Linked DNA regions of Mus musculus: all the other regions are linked to region 1. A link is a contact called in public HiChIP or PLAC-seq and promoter capture Hi-C data. All regions are on one chromosome and are shown on one strand. The core of a region is the stretch at or near the end of the contact, and the rest is flanking DNA. Distances in the headings are between cores, read along the strand shown. Region 1 holds the start of Scml4 (Scm polycomb group protein like 4). Region 2 holds the start of Ak9 (adenylate kinase 9). Region 3 holds the start of Zbtb24 (zinc finger and BTB domain containing 24). Region 4 holds the start of Mical1 (microtubule associated monooxygenase, calponin and LIM domain containing 1). Region 5 overlaps Cep57l1 (centrosomal protein 57-like 1). Region 6 holds the start of Crybg1 (crystallin beta-gamma domain containing 1). Region 7 holds the start of Cd164 (CD164 antigen).

Region 1 (2,700 bases), core at 149-2,648:
TCAAAAAAAAATGTTCCTTAGTTGAGAAAGGAATTAAAAACATGGAACACACAACAACCACATCTGGATCACTTTTCAAGCATCCCAGCTACAAAGCCCCATTTCTCAGAGAGCTGCTGATGGTCCTAGCCCTCTTGAGAAATGTCATGACCCTAGAAAGACAACACAGCAAGCCGCCACCTCTGGCTTATTGTCGAAAATAACGGCAAGAACTTAGACTCAAGCGCATCAATGATGAGTGAAAACTGCTAACTCAGCAGCCATACCCACTGGTCCTGTCCATCCGCAGAGCAACCTGTAGACGACACCCGGGGCTGCAGGCAGAATGAGTGGAAGCTATTTGGGGTCACATAGGACTGTGTGAGGGGAGGAGGTGACTTTGTCTTTGAACTTGGGGAAACTCCAAACATTCCATACTAACCTGTTAGTTATTTCCTCCTAAAAAAACTAATAGCAGGAACTTGCAAACAATTAATACTCTCCTTATCTATGACTGGTACATCAGCAACCAACAAAAACACATGAAATATCCCATCTGCAGCATTCAACACAAGTAAATAAAATTCAATTTGAAAACAAATGCTTTGATGAGTGCTTATATCACAGCCAATTTTAATAATCAATTTTAGGTAAATATTTGTAACCTAATCCATACTACAAATTTTAAATTAATAATACAAAATAAGACAAAATTATTATTAGGAAAAAAACCATATTCATGTTTGAAATAATAAAAAATTTGCACATATTTACATATAGACTTAAAGAGAGGTTAAGTGTATACATGTCAAAAATGGTTATAAACTGTGTTTTTACTTTAAATCTCCCTTTGATATATAGTTAAAAAAAATCAAACATTATATTTTGCATGTTAGGATCCGAAGTTTACCCACCGGGCTCAGTAGTTTTAGCACCAGACACTCGTGCATTGCCAGAGAGGCAGGCATGCAAACCCTCCCAAATAAACTAAAGCAGGTAACCTGTTGTGCCGCCAGCCCAAAGAGAAGGAGCCATACAATGTACCACAGCACACCCGCCAGCATGCGTCTCCCTTACCTACAGCTTGGTCACAGAGCCCTGACCAGGGTGTTGCTTGCTGAGGTCTGGAGTGGTGGCTTAGAAGACAGGTGACTTCCTGCACACACACTGCGAGTATGGCACAAGCTATCTTCCACCCGTGTGCTACGCCTGCCTCACAGCTAGTCGCCAGCAGCCCAGCTCGCCGCCGCTGCAAACATCTCATTAGACTAATGCATTCAGTACAGGCAGAACACTCGATTTACCATAGCTACAGCAGTGAATTTCCATTACGATGACAGCTTCAACCACATCATGTCCGGAAAACCAGCCAACCGCTGGCTTCTAAAGAACACACACACATTTTACATGCAGAAAGCGAGGACTCTGTGTGTGTGTGTGTGTGTGTGTGTGTGTGTGTGTGTGTGTGTGTGTGTGTGTGTTATTTCTTTCCTCTGTACAGACAGACCAGCTAAGAGAAATACACAGCACAGCTTTTTGTGAACAGCAGCCGCCAGGTAATGATACTTCTGCTTCTTAGATAGTTACTTCCTTGTAAGAAACTGAATTATGTCACAATAGTCAGAATGGGTGTTTCCTGCATTTCAGTTTTCATTACCCCTCCTCCGTTGCCATAGAAACCAGACTGTAACATCATCTCTTTGTCCCAGTCTTGCAGCAGTGAGGGCCACACCAGGCTTATAAGACTGTTACGATCTGACAAGGCTAATGTTTGGCTTTGGGGGGAAAAGAAGAAGAAAGAAAGAACAATGGTATACCAACAGAAAGCCTGTGTGTTGTCAGAGGTGTGGACCTGTACTGATGACACACTGTGGCTGTACCTGTTAGCTCTAAAGCTGCCTATCCTACGTTTAATCCACATCTGTGTGTGCACATCTGGAAGTGTTTCTCCATGCCCAAACACTCTTGGGACCTGCCTGGGAAAGGGCTGCTGTCTCTCCTCCATACCCACTGCCTGTCCACTAAACCAGTTTACACCAGAGAAGGTGCCTTTTCTCCTCCCTTCTTTTTATAAAGTGAGTCGAGGTTTTCTGCTGCTGACTTGACTCATCTGGGGAAATGGGATGTGTCTCAAGTGTGTCTTATAAGATACCTGGTTTACAAATACAGGCTGTCTACCGGGTTTGCTTTTAGGGACAGGGAGCATGCTTGTAGCCAGGACTGACATTAAACTAATTTGGAAGGTCTGGGTCACAGCTTAGCCAGTTACTGAGTATGAAAAATTAAAAAGGACCTACAATTTGAATGCATATGTAGTGTGAAGTAAATTTGTCCCCTCAAATTAAATAGATACAGGAAATTGATGTTTTTTTTAAGTCAAAGCATTATCCTTACTAAGAAAGAAGGAATTCCCTGGGTGGCATGTGTCCTTTCTGCCTAGGTCCGCTGCCTGCCACAGCCCTGACTCCTCTGCCCCAAGGTGGTTCCCAGGCTGGCCGGGGCCTGGCCCAGCTTGGATGGCAGTCTCCATTCCTACCAAGTGCCATAAAGAGTCAAAAATTTGTACCAACAGTGTAGTATGTGTCCCCTTTGACATCCAAGGGAATCAAAGGCTGATTAGTGAAACAAGATTGGCCCATAGAAGCTCTCAATAAATTTCTATTTTATGAAAGATACAGACAGTTTGGCCCAAGTAGAAATTATTAGGGTTATGGGACTGGC
Region 2 (2,700 bases), core at 62-2,561, 1.6 Mb after region 1:
TGGGGACAGTGGGTGTGAGTGGTTACAGGGTGGAGTACAGCAGATCTCTCCTCATGCATGTCAGGCAACTTTTCTAGGTCACTGCTGGACTTTTGGATACCAGCATGTGGGCTCTGTCCATGAACTTCCTCCAGCTGCCACGTCCCCTCTGTTTGAGCTCAGGCAAATTGGAAGTTCCAAGACACCGAGCTCTGCCTAGCAGGCTTCAACCAGTAATACACGGGAGTTGGCGAGTAAACACAACGTCCCTCCCCGCCTGCTCCCCCGAAAGGGAATGGTTCCAAGGTATGTACTCCCCATTTCCCAGTGAGTTTAGCTGACAGAGAAGCTTGTGTGACAATACCCCCTTTTCCAAGAGCCCCTCCCTGCCCAGCTTCTGTTCCTGGGATCACCCTTATAGAAACAACTTGGCACATTTGTTTGTTATCAGTTTGGCTCCTGGGTGATGTAAACTAAGAAAATTCTCAAAGGGAAGTGCTCCATTGTAGTATAAAATAATAATGGAAAACAATATTTGAAAATCAGAACTATTTATTTTTAAAAAGTGACTTTCCTAAACCAAAATGCTCTGCAGATGTTTAGCTTGCATTGGGAAGAGCTGGTTTCCATTGTGAAATGGAAAAGTTAAAAGATGCAGTTCAAGATGGAGATAAGTGGATCTCTGGGGCTTGCTGGCTTAGCCTCTGGCTTACACGCACACGCACGTACCCCCCCACCCCCCCACCAGCATAAAATGCCATAACTGAGACTCCTGCCCTCTTTCTTTCTAGTTTCTCAATAAAAAAGATATATCAAACTGAAACAAAACCAATAATAGATAATAGATAATCATACTCTAAAAACCTTGTAACGTCCTGCCTTGAATCTACAGCAAACTTTAATATCCTCTTCAGCTATTTGTTTGTATTTTAATAATTACCTTTTTCTTTTCAGTATGAGAGCCCTCTAGCGGTGAATTCTGGAATATAGCGAGGGGTCCCTGTGAAACCTAGCACTTCCTGCCTGTGCTACTTTAGCGGCCACTGTTACCCTTTGGGGCAGGCAAGTCTTTAGTCCGCATTTGTGAGATAAATACCTTAGCTAAAAGGAGAACTGGTTTTGAAAAGTCGATTTATGAAGAGATCGTGGTTTAACTTTGCAAGAAAAGCAACTGGTGTGGGGTCCCCGCCGGAAGTGTACTTTCCTGCAACTGATGGCAAAATGCACCCAGAATGTGGACAATTCCCTGCCTCTGCTTACCTGTGGACCGGGGACGCGACAGCAGCTATCTTCTGAGGCTCTACTGAGGCTCTAGGTAGCTGTTAGGCGGTTGCCTTGGAAACCTGTGGGCGGCGTGCAGAGCCTCTTGGAGGGCGGGGCCTCGGGAGGTGGAGCTGTAATTCAAAGTGAATTCTTAAGCCTGTGTTTAAATGTAGTCATAATTATAAAACACCTTTCCCAAAGTGTAGAGGTGACCAACAGAGCGAGTGCATATATTACCTACTTATGCCCAGACAGCAAACGCGAAAACCTTATCTTAACTAGAACTGACTCTTAACAGCAGCGCGCTCGCCCTACACAGCACGGTCCCTTTTAGAATTCAGACCGTTAGCCTCACACATAAAATGTGCAAATACCAAAGGCGCCACATTTATGTAATTAAGAAAGATTTGTGGGCCATACAGCCACAATATTAACTTTATTGACTTTCGTGGAGATAAAATAGGCGACAAAACAGGGGAAAATCACAGGCATCCAGGAGACAGGTTTCGGGAAAATAAAGAGTATATAGGAAGAAACAGACCAATTACAACACGGAGAAACCGCTCCAAAAGGAGAACCCAATCATCTGATTTCTTTTCTTTAAAGGTCAACATAAGTCAGGTTCTTTTTCTTTCTTTCTTTTTTTTTTTTTTGCCTGCCCTTAAGAAAGATGGCACCCTTAGCGTCCGCCCTCAGCAACCCCGTGATCCTGTAGCCCCGCCCCTCCGGTTTGGGCTGGGCTGGTTGGGAGGCGGGGCTGAGGGAATCCGGAAGCAGCCGGCGAGCCCGCTGCTGAACGTTTGGTGTTCTGACACTGTTTTTGTCAGCTGTGTCTGGTGTGCTGGAGGTCTGCGGGGTCTCCTCGCTCTGTCTCCAGGGGGAACCCCGCCGCTGTCACGACCTGGGCCGCGGCCTGGTGCCCTGTGGCGGGGCCGCCATTGGCTGGAGCCATGCCCACGGCCGCTGCCCCCATCATCAGCTCGGTCCAGAAGCTGGTGCTGTATGAGACCAGAGCTGTGAGTACCCACAACGACGGGACGGGGCGGGAGGACTGCGCTGCGGGGATCGGGGCACCCTGTGGGGTCGTCGGGAAGAGGCAGCACCCCGTACTCCCTCCTCTCCTCCCAGCGCCGCTGCAGGCTCGGCCGCCAGGGCCATGCAGTCAAGCACTGGATGGTTTGCAGGTCTGTCTTGCTTAGGAACATGTGGCTGGCTGGAAGAAGTGCGTGCAGACAGGTGCTGTGGCACACAGGAACTGCACACAGCTTCTGAAAGAGTTCCTCTTTTCTGCTTTCCCATAATCTTGAAGTTCTTGAGTCCACTCCTTACAGTAAAGTCAGGGGGTATGAAAAAAAATGTGAACTTGGCCCAGGTAGCTTCTATTTTGCGATTTCATGGTATACTATCACCGTGATTGGTCTTAATCACATGCACTGTTTTGCTGGGATTCGAGGTTCT
Region 3 (2,700 bases), core at 191-2,690, 1.4 Mb after region 1:
GCTTCCTGGCTCACCAGCAGGCTCTGATTCCTTGTCTTCTGGAGTCTGCTCACTCAGCTTGACACTGTCTTCTTCTTTAAACACAAAGTTTTGTCTATTCTGAACTGAATTGTTCACTCTCAGCTGCAGCTCTCCCTCTGCAGCCAGTTCTGATCTCCCTTCCTGCAAACCATTGGCTTTTCTTGGTCTTCCCCGTTTCCGTTTCAGAGGATCGTTCTTCTTATTGGAAATAACCACCACTGGCGTCCCAGTGCAGTTCAAAGCTGGTGGCTTTGGGGCGCTATGGTTATCCTGGAAGTCTGCGTATGCCTTTACCAGGTCATAGACTTTTAAGAACTGAGCAGTAGCCAGGATCTGCTCTGTCGTTTTCTCACTGGCATGTAGATAACCTGTATAGATAAATTCCAGCAGGATGCCAAAGGTGTCTGCAACCATGCCTTCCAGCATGTAGATAGACTGGCCAATCTCGCCCTCTTCCGCAAACATCATTGAGAAATACTCGCTACTGGCGGCCAGCAAGGCTTTATGGGCTCGGAAATGCACATTCTCCACGATTAAAGTAATATCACAAAGAAAGCCCTTCTTCCTTTGATCCTCCAGACTGGCCAGCACAGTGTCACTGTGAGTGTCTGAGTGTACCATAAGCTGCCCACAAGGCTCCGGGGTTGTGTCTGCCATTTTCTCCAGAAGACTCTGAAGAGGCTTAAATCTGAAATAAAAAATCAATGTTTATTTAGGAAGAAGTATTGCCTAACTAGACTGTTCGTGTTCCAGCTGTCACAACCCAGTTTTTTTTTTTTTTTTTTTTTTTTTTTTACATTATCACCTTCTACACTCTACTTGGAAAGCCAAGCCTTGGGTTCCTCCCCTTGTTGCGGCTACCCTGCTGGATGCCTCTCCAGTACCCACATAACCTCTTACGGTGGGGAATTTCCTCTGGAAATTAGAGAACGGGTTCAAAAGTCTGTACGGCCCTCCGGTCCGTTAACTTTGTAATTAAACTTTCAAAGTGTGGCGGCACAAAGTTGGAGTTGGGGGTGTGCTGCCTCGATGCTACACACGGAATAGCTGTTTCGACTATAGGAACATATATGAGAAATATGGGAACGAACCCACGCAAGGGAGATCTACGGTGAAATAACGCGCGGATTCAGAGGCCCCGCTCTGAGCAGCGGCGCCCGGAGCTCCGTCCCAGGCCTGGGGCCTGAGTCCCGCGGACGTTCCGCGGCCCAAGGCCCCGGGCCGAACCAACCGGCCGCGGACCTACCTGTCAGGGCCGCCCCGCAGGGACTTGCTACGGTCAGCCCACCCGGCTGCCCAGAGGGCACTAACCGGGCCTGTCGCCGGTCCCCGCCCCCGCCACCACTACGCTGTAGCTCCGGACTCCCGGCGTCTGTCAACCCGGAAGCGCGCACAAGGGCCGTAGCATCACGTGACCCCGGAGCCCCGCCCCGAGGGCGGGCTTTGCTGTGGAATCCGGAAAGGGAGGGTCTGGTGCGGAAACCTGCCAATCTGCGGAAATTTACCTCCAGTTACCCCGCTGAGTTTCCTTTAGACCTCAGTAGACACCACATCCGCTGATTAGATGCTGAGCATAAAGACGGCGGTGGCTTCAATCAGCAGATATTTACCTCCTGAATGAATCCTCTTCCTCGCTTTCCTTCCCAAGTTACTCATCCTCAGCTCTGTGTTTATCCATAAAATGGAGGTGTTAACCTACCTGGTACGGTTAGAATGAGCTTAGTAAGTGCTTGGCTTGGCTAAAAAGACCGAAACGACCGCTGTTTTTATTTAGATTTATGGCACTTCTGAGAGACTATTGAGGGTTTCAGTTGTCTCAGGACAGTGTCGCTCCCTCTGAGACCTATGGGTATGGGAGAGTTCTCTAAATAAAAACCTGGGTAGGATCTGCTGTGGCTCTGTGTTCCGGACCAATGCTCCTAAGTCCCGCTCAGATTCGTTCCGGACCTACTCCAACTGTGCCAGCAGCTTCCGCTCAGCGTTTATGCATCGCGTGTACCTAATTATCTCTACTTTGTCCACTTCCAGATTATAAATTTGCCATCTATATTGCCCACAATTTGGAAACTAAAGATGGAATTACCAGCCGGACTCTTTCTTTCTTACTAGTTTTTATTAAAAGTGTAAGACCCCCAAAGCTGGGCCTCCGCTCAAGTCCCGGGATGAGCTGGCCAGCACCCCAGTGTCCCGAGAGAAAACCACACCTGATGCAAACTGCAAGAGGTTTTATTATCAGCTAGCTGAGGACGAAGTGTCTCCCTAAGTGTCTCCGCATTAGAGATCAGGGAAAACAAGCTTGGGGAACGTCTAGGGGCTTTACCTTCCAGGGAGAAACGCTCTAAGTTGGGGTCTCACAAAAGCAGCTCATACCACACAGGTATGAGCTCTGTGGTTTCCCCCTTATCTTTACAGAGTTATCTAGTGCACTCTATCCAGAGCTCCCTCGAAATCGGTCAGATATGTGGGCGTCCGAGTGGGATGCCAGGAGAGCTTTGCTTGACTTCTGCACTCCAGAAGGAACAAGGGTGGTTGTGGGATTGGGGATTTTGTTCAGTGATAGAGCACTGGGTTCTGGATTCTGCCCTCAGCACCGAGAGGAAAATAATAATAATAATGATAATGATAATAATGATAAAAAGACAGAAAGAACAAGGGTCAGTCTTTCAACTTTGCTTTCAC
Region 4 (2,700 bases), core at 177-2,676, 1.4 Mb after region 1:
CAGCTTTCATATGCGATCTCCGAGGCCCAGGGGACAAGAAATTGTAGTGGGCGTTCCCTAGGACCTGTAAGTAGGACACGGGGGAGTTTCTCAGCGGGCTGCCAGGGGTGGGGTGGGGGCGGAGGTTTCCCTTCTTGTAGACAGCAGGAACTAACACCCCAGTTCAACTGCGGCTGCCTCACAGACACACACCCATTTCTTCCTAAGTCTCTGTTCGCCAGCGCCCTTTGGCGAACTTAGTGCCACGCTGGTTGTAGGATGTGCCTCTCCCCAAAGGCAAAGTTCTTTTCCACGTGCTTGCCTCCTGACAAGGGGCAACACTGCCTGTGTAGATTCCACTTCTCAGCCACCCAAACTACCCTCACAAATAGCCTGAGAATGTTGTGACTGTTGTCTGCATGACAGACCTTCTGACTCACTGTGGTCAAAACACTTCCCCTGAGAAGAGATTGCGTCGCTGCTCCAACGGGCTGTGGGAAGGAGTGGGGTTAGCAACCCCTTCCGCAGACCCTCACATCTAATCGACCCCTAGCCTCACTCCCACGGCGTTCCTCTGTGCTCTCCCAGGAATCTCTGGAGACAAGGCCTCTCTTTGTACCCCTTTCCTTCCCTCCAGCCCACACGCAGCTTAAGGGCTCTTGGAGGGCTTTCTCACGCTGCCACCGGAAGAGATGAAGAGTATGGGGGGATGGGTTGCTCTCGGTGGGAGAGGCAACTAGGTGGTGGGGTGGGGGGGTTGTGGGCCGATCTATCATCCCCCAGCAGCCCCTTCATTGCCCGCGTAGTAGGAGGAGGCAAAGGTTGCCCTAGGGGGTCACTAGGACAAGAGTGGATAGATCTTCAGAAAGGACAGGAGTCCCTCTTGGAAGTGGGAGACTGGGGGTTGGAGCGACCTCTGCTAAAGGAAATAAAAGAGGTACCCAGACTGGAAACAAGCACAAAGGATGTGCCATTGGTGGAGCGTCTAAAGGGATGGAGAGCTGGACCTTGAGCAGCGGGGGTGAGAGCTCCCAATACTCTAGACAGCAAAATCTGCACAAAGGCGCTCATCTGGGTAGGGCCGGCAAGAGGACCCGCCAAACCAGCCAGGCGTGGCTCCCTACCCCATTTCCCCGGAAGCGCTCCCCACCCCCTTCCTTATCCTCACCCCCAGCCCAGCGAGCAGGAGGACGCACAGCAGGCATCGCTGGATTACTTACCAGCGTTTCTGGGGCTGGAAGAGCCGCTTCCTGTCGGAAGGGTGTCCCAGGCCTAGGGGCAGAGGAAGGGGTGGCGCAGGGAAAGCAAGAGATGCCTGGTGGCAGAAACCGGGGAGTTCCAAAGAGTTTGGACCGCAGCGCCAGCGCAGAGCACAGAGGAAGACTTACTCCGAACCTCCGTACTCCGCAGTCCTCCTCTGGGGACAGCCTGGGTCCCGCCCACGCCTGCCGGGTGGTGCTGTAGGGCGTGGTTCTGCCTACACCAGGGGCTGCTGGGGGCCTCCAAACGGTCTGGCCAGGCAGGGACAGGGAGAGCAGAGACTTGAGTGACCGTGCCTGAGTCCGCCCCGGTGGTACCCACGCTGTAGGCCACTTCCAAGAGCTGGCCGAGCGGGCGCAGGCCTCCGGCAAGAAGTTTATTGAAGCTGCAAGAACCGAGAGTGGCGCCAGATGTCTGAGCTCTCTTCACCTCTCCCACCGATAAATTCACACCCCTGGCGCCACAGGCGATCCAGTTGCGGGGGTCCATCTCTCCTGGGACAGGTCGGCTGGCTCCCAGGCTCAGGCTAAAGACAAAGCTTAAAGTCCTGGTCCACATCTTTCAACCAGGTACACACACAACCAGGTGTGTGTGTGTGTGTGTGTTTTCAACTAAGAAAAACAGGATGGTAAGGGTATGTGGGAGAGGATAAAACTTCAATGTGCAGAACTAAAGTCAAGACTCAGACAATGCTAGGGAACTTTGGAATCAAATTCTTAGTATTTCCTGTTAAGAAATTGTAGCATGAAAGGAATTGTTCAAAATCAAGCAGCTTTAAAGTTAATAAAACAGCAGTTCTCATTTATTGCATGAGCATTAACAAAACCTATTTTACTGAAATGTCAATGAGGCTTCATGACTGCACATGTTCACCAGCCAGTGGCATGGATGCTATCAGCCCCAGGCCTTTCTGGATCCCAACCTACCACTGTTAAACCACGGGACTGAAATAAGGTTTGACATCATGAGGAAGTAAAATCGCTACCCCAGAAGTGCTTAACCTAGGAAAAAATGGCTACATCTCTCTTCTTGAGGTCCAGGGACCAACAAAAGCCAAGGTCCAGTGGCTATCTTTTTGGGTTTGTGTTTGAATAAATCATTTTGCATTTTGTCCAGATATACTGGGGTACCCAGTAAGTCCTGAGCTCTAAACACACACAGCTGCAGCTGATAAGAAGGCAGAGAGAGAAGCAAGAGGAAATGCCAGCCCTCTGCCAGGAGAGGCCAACAATCCAGCCAGGCCACACACTTTGGAAGCCAGGAAGCCTTTGAGCTGGGCCCACTTGTGTTCCTGAGAGTGACATCATTTTGCTTGGAACAAATTTGCAGAATGTCATACACACCCATACTTAAACACACAGTGTAAAAAATGTTCTAAAAAGCCCAGTAGAGATGGGCTTCCGGCTTTCAGGATCATGCCTCTCCCTTTTATTAGCAGATGGACTACAGCAACTTACTGTG
Region 5 (2,700 bases), core at 33-2,532, 1.1 Mb after region 1:
AAAGGGTTGCACCACTTGGCTCCCAGTGGGTCGAATGCATGCAGGCGCGTACACACACACACACATACACCATCTAATTTTTGACATGTGTGACTAGCTCAAAGGCTGGGCACTCCTAAACCTTCCCTTAATAGCAAATGACCTCCTGCAGTATTCCTGAGACTCCTAAACTTCCGCCTGTCACCCTAATCCCCGAATTGGCCACTTTCCTGCATTCTTACATGGCTTGTTGGCTTTCTCTCCTGCAGCTCTTATGTCCCATCCTTCTCCCCCAAGTCTTCCTTCTCCTCCCTCCCCCACCTCTCGCCCTAGCCCATGCAAATCTAAGGGTCTTGCCCCATATCCCTTTGCCCAGCCATTGGCCGCTGGTATCTTTATTAATCGATCAAAAACCAATCGGGGACAAGGACCTTCAGCATTTGGACATGCAGATTCCCAATTTGAGGACCAGGTTATTTCAAAGCATTGGAACCAATCCCCAATATAGACCTGTCCTGAGAACTTCCCATCACAGCCCTTGCTGTGTCTGAATTTGTGCCCAGCCTCCCACCCCCACCCCCAAGGTCTCCACCTAAAAGTTTGTTTTAATGGGGTTTGGGTATTGCAGAGACCTATCGGGAATGAGCATAAATCACCTTTGCAGAAGAGTCTTTTTTGTGTGTGACGTAGGAAGTCAGAGCAAGGGCTTTCACATGGTAGGAAGCACTCCACCATTGAGCGACATTCCCAGAATGATTTAAACATGAACTTCAAAGAATTCCTCAGTTCTATGAAATTAATTGAAAACCAAGAATTCTACAATAAGGCTCACTGGTGGAGTACCAGTTAGGGATGTGCAAGGCCTGGCTGTAATGCAAAAAATGAAGACATATGAAATGGAAATTCCAAGATGCACTGTGATCACACCTGTAATCCCTGCTCTCCGGAGGCTGAGGAGGGAGGCTCTTAAGTTCATGATCTGGGTGCTTTGAGCAAGACCCACTCACAAAAACGAAATCGCTGACCATAAATTAACCAGCCACTGCAAACAGGTAGCAGACCCCACACATGACAGAGATTGAGTTCTCAAATTATCAAAGAAAAGTAAGTTTGTCGAGAGACTTTTCTGTAAGAATATGCTGCTAGCAAGCTACTTTTAGAATGACGGCTTTGCTTCTGTTTACCATTCCAGAGGACAGAGCCCACCAAGGTCGGGGGGGCAAGGCGGCTGGAGCTTGAGGCCCACCCAGCAGTTAGGAACAGGAAGTAGAACAGGAAGTGTGGCTAGGCGCTCCTCTCAAAGCCCGCCCCCAGTGATTACCTCCTAAAAGTTAGAGCATTCTTGGCTTGCTGGAGAGTGAGTGACTGAGACTCAAACTCAGCAACCTCTAAGAAAGTGAAGTCATGTCCAGTGAGATTAGAGAAAAACCGTCCTGTTCCGCCTGCCTCTGCAGGGAGTTTGGCTGCGCTTCCCACAGAGCTGACTCAGACGCTGAGGCAGGTGCTGGGCTTCAAGGAAGCAGAGACGCCACTCCCAGAGTGGAAGTGCAGGCTGAGGTATGAGAAGGCCGAAGCTGACTTCTGGGCCCCCGGAAATCAGGAACAAAGTATTGGGGGTCCACAGGGCCTCAATGGGGCTGGGACTGGGGGCACCCAAACTCATGGGCATCTGGGTGTCACTGAGTCTCGAGGAGTTGGGAACAGAGTCAGGGGCCTGCGGGCTGAGGACAGCATCTAGTCTGGGGTGGGGACCAAGGGGAGCTCTGGTTTAACTCAGCAGTGATTGTCCTTAGCTTTGTGGTGGTTGTGGCTTGAAGCGCAGAGAAGCCTTCTACAGGAGAATTAAGCGCGGTAGTCAAATGCCTTCTTCATGGCTCCCCACGGCAGATCTTGATGAAAGAGACAGTCCACTGTTCTAAGCTGTTTATTGACGACTGCTCATCGTGGAAAATGGATACATACCGTACCATGCCAACTTCTCGGGTGGACCCGAGATTAAATACCTTTTGCTGGGAGATAGAATGTCTGGAAAGGGAAGCTTATTGGCTAAACCCTCAGGGCCTGTAGGTACTTCATTAGCATGGAGAACTCTGTTCTGTGCCTACATGACCACAGATCAAGCTTCCTTATGTGTCGAGTGCGACTTGTATTCCAGGCCTGGAATCTGGCAGGGAGCGGTGGAGTTGCCTAAATCTCAGGTATATGTCCACCAGGTCTCTGGGTCTCAGACCCACTCTACCTTACCAAGCTTCTTGTCATGGTTTTACCATCCCACAGAGAAGCAATAGTCAAAATCAGTGACAGCTGGGACATTTCTCACACTGATGTAGGAAGGTTTTAGAAGATAAATAAATCCCAAATAGGGCTATGGAAAAAGAGAGTCACACCTAAACACACCATGACAGTTACTGCAAAGCTACAATAGTCCCCAGAGAGACAGCCAGCCAGCCATGCTGGGAAGGTGGAAGATAGAGAGAGCATCATAGTGCTTCCAACCCAGAACCAGACAGCAGCGTTACCTTTCTTCTTAAGACTGCTCAAGACTTACATTATTTTCCATTTGTATGTATGTGTGTATGTACAGGAATGTAGGTGGAGGCCATAGAGGCCAGAAGAACATAGCTGATCCCATGGACTTAGAGTTCCAGGGGGTTGGGAGCCATCTGATGTTTAAGTGCTGGGAACAGAACTCAGATCTTTTGCAGTACAGCAAGTGCTCTT
Region 6 (2,700 bases), core at 114-2,613, 1.3 Mb before region 1:
GGACCACACCAGCTTTACTTATAATAACTCCAACATGAAAACAATCTATATGTCCACCCACAGTTGACTATGGGATAGTCATACCATGCAATAGGAGTACACATTTTTTAATGGCCAGAAGCAAGAATATAAATAATTTTCACACACTAATACCGAGTGGAGGTATTTTCTTTCCTTTTGTTGTTGTTTTGTTTCATTTTTGTTATGTTTTTTGGTTTGTTTTGGTTTTGGTTTATTGAGACAAGGTTTCTCTGTGTAGCTCTGGCTGTCCAGGAACTCACTCTGTAGACCACCAGGGTGGCCTGAAACTTACAGAGATCTGTCTGCCTCTGCCTCTCAAGTGCTGGAATAACAGGCATGTGTTCCTGGGCCCACCATGATTTGTATGCTTTAACCACAATGTAGTCTATATCTTGTAACAAACGTAAAGAAAATAATGGAATAATAATGCATGTTCTCTGGATGAGTAAGTGAAGGATTGAAATCATGAGCTGCATCTGCAAAGAAGCGAAGAAGAAGGCTTTGCAGCGTGGTGGCATTCCGTTTTAGAGCAGTGGTCTTAAGCCTCTTCGTATGTTAATGATGTCCAAAGGATTGTTACTGAACTTCCTTCGCTTAATACCACTGCCTTTGCATATTAGTGCTGCTTAAGTAAAGAAAGTTACTAGCAGTAAAAGATGTGACGCATACCTTATGGGTCTGACGTTCAATTCACTGTGAGGCGTATATTGAGCCCTTTCAGAACTGCAAAGCTTCGCTAATGTCCTTCTCCGTGTGGTTTTTAATCCCTTGATGCTTTACGGGATGCGAATCCAAACTAATTCTTCAGACTCTTGAGGAGAGTGGAGAAGTTGGCACTCCCGTGCTTACAAACAGCATCACAAACCGCCCAGCACGTGATTGCCCAAACCACCCAGAGTGAAGGAGTCCTAATTGCTGGGCGGCCTGGACAGGGGACGTGCCTCTCCCATCCTTCTCCAGATGGGGTTGGCTAAGCAGCCACTCACCCAGCCAGCCGGATTGCCAAGAGCTGCCAAGGAACTCCAGTGGGTGACCCACTGCAGCTGCACCCCTGCTATTACAGAAACCGGACCAGGCTCCGGTTGGGGGGGGGCAGTTCCCGACATGTCCGGTAGGGGGCGGCGCTGCGCCGCATCCGGGGGCGAGGGGCGGGATTGTGGTACCCGAGGCTCCCGAGACCTCTGCACCTGGCCGCGCGGGGGCACTGTGGAGCGACCCAGCCAGCTCCCGCCTCCCAGCCTTGCTTAGTCGCTGTCCTTTAACCCTCCACTGTCCCTCGCAGGGGCAAGGGGGCGGGGTCCGGCGCCGAGCGTGATAGGGCAGGCAAGCGAGCGCCCAGGTGAGTTCTTCCAGCACCGCTGGGCCCCGGGGAGGACTGAGTCTGAGCCCGCAGAAGAGGCACAAGAGGAGATGCCGTTGTCGCCACCATCGCAGGGCGACCCCAGGGAGGCCAGCCCGTCCAAGGCCCCCAAGAAACACCCCACCTTCCATATCTGGCGCTCCAAGAAGAAGCAGTCTCCATCGTCCAGCTGTGGGGTGTTTATCCCTCACCCGCCCGGGGCTTTCGGGGAGACCAGGTAAGCGCTGAGTGTTCCGATCCCCTCCTGCTCCGTGGCTCAGCCGGTTTTGCAAAGTTCGTCCCGCCCCGAAACTATACCACAGGGTCCAGGACCCTCAGCCTGTACTCTAGAGTCTCATTCATGGGACCTTAGTTTTGACTTTCTTAAGTCTGCACCTGCAGCTGAGAAAAGCAGGGCAGCCAAGGGTTGGAATCAAAAATGAATGCCTTTAGGAATGCCTTGGAGCTCTGGAAATACTCTAATTTTAGCGCCTTAATCGTAAAGTACCTCATGTTCATGGATATTAGTCTCCACTATTCTCACAGATCCAGAGGAGGAGGAAGTAGAGGGGCTAGCTGACTCTATTAAATGGATAGAGAAAAGGTGGCCTTGGGGTAAATGTCCCCCAGAGACTCAGTGAGTAGCCAAACCAGGGAGTACCTCGTTCTTAAAATATAAGGATTGCGACTGTACCTTAGTGACAGGGTGCTGGCCCAGCTTGTGACAGTCCCAAGGTTCACGTCTCAACACCAAAAGGAAAAAAACTTGGCTCCTGTTTTAAATTATACATAGATTGTGTGTGTGTGTGTGTGTGTGTGTGTGTTGGTTTTATTGTGCATGTGTAACTTTCAGTTATCCTATCAGAATTGATGGTTAGTTTCCTGTCTATCAAAATGTAATAACACACGACTCTTGGTATTTTATTCAAGAGAAAACAAACTGATACCAAAGTGACAAGTAGATTTTCCTTCTCGAACCTTTCTGTGTTTTAGGCCATCAGGAAACACTTCATTCTGTCCTTCAGAACTCCGAGGAACTCTGTGTTAACAAAAGCTCTGGAAACAAATGTACTTGCCAGCCCTTGGGATATTTTTCTAGTCTGGGCATCTTTACAAGCATTTCACTCCACCTGGGAGGAAGTTCTAGAAGTTCAAAGCAGACGGCCAGATGATCAGTGCAGCTTCCACTGCGCCCAGGTCCTAGCACAGACTTTATTGTTGTTGTTTTCATTATCACTTAGAGTCCCAGGTTTAGCCCAGACCCAACGGAACCTTCACCCTCATTCCACAGCCTTCCGGGCACTGGGAATTCAGGCTGTGTTGCCATCACAGCTTCCTTC
Region 7 (2,700 bases), core at 187-2,686, 1.3 Mb after region 1:
ATTTACTGCAAACAGGACACGAAGAACCATTCATAAAGTACTCGTTCTTAAGACACGCTGTTCACAACAGTGTAGCCTGATAATGGATGCAGCCTTCGGAATGCTGCAGCTAACCCCGTAATTGCCAGAAAACACAAGTTATCTCCTCTGTGGGCATTTCAATTATACAAGGCAATTAACTTGTATTTCCAGGCTTCTCTTAAAACAATATGAAGAACCCACACATTACAAGTCTGGGAGGAAATTGTCAAGTAGGTAGGAGTCAAACAATATTTTACTTTATCACTTTAACCGTGATAGAGATTCCCAGAACTGTTCTGTAATTTACTTTGTTCATTTAAAAATATCTGTTACCCTAGCATCCTTCTAACAAAAAATCGGGAACTACTTAGTTTTATTCATATTAAAAAAAAAAAAAAAAAAAAAAAACCAAAACCCTAGAGAAGGCACTAGGACAAGTCAATCTTTAGGTTGAGAAGCGCAGTTACTAGATTAAGAGCAATAACCAACTTAAAGCACGTCGTGTTTTCACCTCATTACTTCAAATTTACCTTCTGTCTCATTTGCGTCGTCACGGCCTATGCCAATTTGTACAAGCCTTAACGAACCCTAGAGTTGAACAAAAGGCGTGTTCCTTGATCGGATTTCAGAAAAACGGACAGACTGAATTTCAACCTAACTCCACAGCCTTAAAACACAGGCCCCCGGGAGATCACATCTTGCTCTTTATATGTCCCTAGGTTTCACTTCTCATCATCCGCCACAAGCCTCGTTCTTCCCTTACCACTCAAATCTCAGATACAGCCAACACCGCTCAGCTAAGTCAACGTGAAGTTACAGGAGGCTCGCTGGTGGGAGGGGGCAAAGGGACACCCAACTCATCTCTAAATGTCCCCCACCTATCCCGAACTCCTTCATTAGAAACTTCCGGAGAAGTTTCGAGGGGAGGACAAGAGTCTGTCCCACGAGCCCAAAGTTTGCGCACCCCGCCGACCGCGGGGCGCGTCGCCTCGTCCAATTACTCCTAACTGCCACCGCGGAAGCAAGCCACGTCGCCGTCCCGAGCTGCGGCGCGGAGTTACCAGGCGCTTGGGGGGATGGCGCCTCTGAGGGCAACGCTCGCGGCCTAGCTCGCCTGTCGCCTTCGCCCCCCACCCCGTCGGGCCGCCGTCCTCCGGCCGGGCGGCCATGTTGCGCGAGTCCCCACCGGCTCGGCGCGTGCGGCGGGCGCCCACCTGGTAGCACGGTGGGCATTTGCGTCGTCGGGACCACTTTGGTGGTCGTGGTCGGCACCTCGGTCACGTTGGGAGCCAGGGTGGTGATGTTGGGCTGCGCGGCCGAGACGCAGAGCACGGCGAGGCAGGTGGCGGCCCAGAGCAGTCGGCGGGAGGAGCCCGACATTGTGTCTTCAGCCCAGGCGTCCGGGAGAAAAGCTGCGGCAAAGCAGGCTCCGTCTAGCACTGCGTCCCTGCGGCGCCGCCCCCCGAGAAGCCCGCCCCGCGGGAGCGCGCGCCGGTCACGTGAGCAGCCCGGCGGGGCGGGGCGGAACGGGCGAGACCACTAGGAAGCCGGCCGGAGGGAGAGAAGCGGCCGCGGAGACCTCTAGGGCAGCAGTCCGTGCGTCGCAAGCCGTCCTTCTTGTCCTGGGAGGATCACGCGCGGCACAATGGAGCTTTCCTCACATCTGCACCACGGATGATCTCCCCCCGCCCTGGCAAGGATGGAACTGCCCACGTGACGTAGCGAGGGGCGTCCACCTGCGCCGCCTGGGAGGCGGGCCGCGAGGTGTCACGTGACCCCTCGGTAGCGCGCTGCGGGTAAGAAGCCCGGAGGCTCTGAGACCGCTGAGCTTGAGTTCTGCTGACCGCGCTCGCCTAGGGCTCTGTAGGAGCCGCCTTTTCTTCCGTGAAGCTTGATTTATTTTTAAGTGTGAATTTTTGTTTTTGAGAGTTCGGGGACTCAGTAATGACGGAACCACGGGATCCAAGAGTTTGCCGGGCCACTGGTTCAGTGCCCGTAGCTGTGGGTGGGACCGAAAGTGATCTGTCCCGGACGCTTCCTTGTCGTAACCGCCACCGGTGCCCTTGCCTCACCTGCTTCTTCCGAGTCACTCAGAGATCCGCAGTAGGGATCGATCTGTCCCAGCCCCAATCACTGTGGTCAGAGAGGAAGACGGCTAGGGATGAAAAGCCTTCGTGCCTCTTCCTATCCCCACATCACGAGCGACGAAGTATGAGACTTGGGGAAAGTGACCTGACCCTGACACTAGGATAGCATAGTGGCAGAACAGGCATTTTCAGTGCCTGTTGGCGGACTCTGGCTCTCTTTAGTCGTGAGCGCCATCTGATGCCGGGTCTCACAAAATAATCAACGCTTGACATGCTTATAGTAGGTGGTTTTGGTTTTTTTTTTTTTTTTAAATGAGACTTGAAAATGATAGGTAGAGCTAGGAATGTAGTTCATTTGGTAGAACGATTGTCCCTCATGCAAGAGTCCCTGGGTTTTGCACTATGCTGTCTTGATTGTTTAGCGTTTGCCATATTTTATGTTACAATTTTAATGTCATAATTTTAATTATGCATGTGACCCTAATAACAAGAATATCAGATGTTTCGGTGGTGTCTGTTTCGCTGTAGTATGCATTTTAAAAAATGACTCTAAAAGCATTTTTACAACTTTAGCGAAAGATTGAAAGCCCTT

What was found. Promoter capture Hi-C pulls out the DNA fragments that hold promoters and counts their contacts. HiChIP or PLAC-seq counts read pairs in DNA pulled down with a chosen protein or histone mark. Capture Hi-C pulls out chosen DNA fragments and counts their contacts.
Region 2: a contact with region 1 is called in a promoter capture Hi-C map of liver, with 4 times the contacts expected there. The contact joins the promoter of Ak9 here to the promoter of Scml4 in region 1. A contact is called at or near these places in 2 of 39 promoter capture datasets (liver and neutrophils).
Region 3: a promoter capture Hi-C map of liver shows a contact between it and region 1, with 3 times the contacts expected there. The contact joins the promoter of Zbtb24 here to the promoter of Scml4 in region 1.
Region 4: an H3K27ac HiChIP or PLAC-seq map of double positive thymocytes shows a contact between it and region 1, with 6 times the contacts expected there. The contact joins the promoter of Mical1 here to the promoter of Scml4 in region 1. A contact is called at or near these places in 3 of 39 promoter capture datasets (liver, neutrophils and pre-B cells), 3 of 115 datasets of contacts at active chromatin or transcription factors (double positive thymocytes, memory CD8 T cells and regulatory T cell precursor) and 2 of 9 other capture datasets (adipose tissue and liver).
Region 5: a contact with region 1 is called in a promoter capture Hi-C map of hematopoietic stem and progenitor cells, with 4 times the contacts expected there. The contact joins the enhancer-like site here to the promoter of Scml4 in region 1. A contact is called at or near these places in 5 of 39 promoter capture datasets (hematopoietic stem and progenitor cells, hippocampal neurons, liver and 1 more) and 1 of 115 datasets of contacts at active chromatin or transcription factors (double positive thymocytes).
Region 6: a promoter capture Hi-C map of liver shows a contact between it and region 1, with 3 times the contacts expected there. The contact joins the promoter of Crybg1 here to the promoter of Scml4 in region 1. A contact is called at or near these places in 3 of 39 promoter capture datasets (the 3T3-L1 cell line, hippocampal neurons and liver) and 1 of 115 datasets of contacts at active chromatin or transcription factors (large pre-B cells).
Region 7: a promoter capture Hi-C map of adipose tissue shows a contact between it and region 1, with 3 times the contacts expected there. The contact joins the promoter of Cd164 here to the promoter of Scml4 in region 1. A contact is called at or near these places in 1 of 39 promoter capture datasets (liver), 2 of 115 datasets of contacts at active chromatin or transcription factors (double positive thymocytes and thymic regulatory T cells) and 1 of 9 other capture datasets (adipose tissue).

What each region holds. Positions count from the first base shown.
Region 1 is chr10:42,859,210-42,861,909 of GRCm38.p6, reverse strand. Scml4 (Scm polycomb group protein like 4) reads right to left here and starts at 1,398. Exons shown (of 9, transcript NM_172938.3): 1 at 1,057-1,398.
Region 2 is chr10:41,302,545-41,305,244 of GRCm38.p6, reverse strand. It overlaps Ak9 (adenylate kinase 9), which reads right to left and starts at 1,311. Exons shown (of 40, transcript NM_001370813.1): 1 at 1,240-1,311. It overlaps Fig4 (FIG4 phosphoinositide 5-phosphatase), which reads left to right and starts at 2,004. Exons shown (of 23, transcript NM_133999.1): 1 at 2,004-2,258. The coding sequence starts at 2,193.
Region 3 is chr10:41,449,098-41,451,797 of GRCm38.p6, reverse strand. Zbtb24 (zinc finger and BTB domain containing 24) reads right to left here and starts at 1,440. Exons shown (of 7, transcript NM_153398.3): 1 at 1,268-1,440; 2 at 1-709. The coding sequence starts at 678.
Region 4 is chr10:41,475,040-41,477,739 of GRCm38.p6, reverse strand. It overlaps Mical1 (microtubule associated monooxygenase, calponin and LIM domain containing 1), which reads right to left and starts at 1,426. Exons shown (of 24, transcript NM_138315.2): 1 at 1,200-1,426. Gm51797 (a long non-coding RNA gene) reads left to right here. Exons shown (of 2, transcript XR_003948996.1): 1 at 1-66.
Region 5 is chr10:41,750,848-41,753,547 of GRCm38.p6, reverse strand. The region is part of intron 2 of Cep57l1 (centrosomal protein 57-like 1); the gene reads left to right. All of the region lies in intron 1 of BC048559 (cDNA sequence BC048559), which reads right to left. Among named protein-coding and RNA genes, the nearest start is that of BC048559, 5.5 kb to the right of the region's middle. Within about 2 kb of position 1,282, at least 76 of the 459 cell types and tissues checked have an H3K27ac peak or open chromatin away from gene starts, as enhancers often do. A contact at or near this core is called in double positive thymocytes and hematopoietic stem and progenitor cells, where this site is marked.
Region 6 is chr10:44,147,491-44,150,190 of GRCm38.p6, reverse strand. It overlaps Crybg1 (crystallin beta-gamma domain containing 1), which reads left to right and starts at 1,363. Exons shown (of 22, transcript NM_001368305.1): 1 at 1,363-1,598. The coding sequence starts at 1,432.
Region 7 is chr10:41,518,236-41,520,935 of GRCm38.p6, reverse strand. It overlaps Cd164 (CD164 antigen), which reads right to left and starts at 1,436. Exons shown (of 6, transcript NM_016898.2): 1 at 1,236-1,436. The coding sequence starts at 1,401.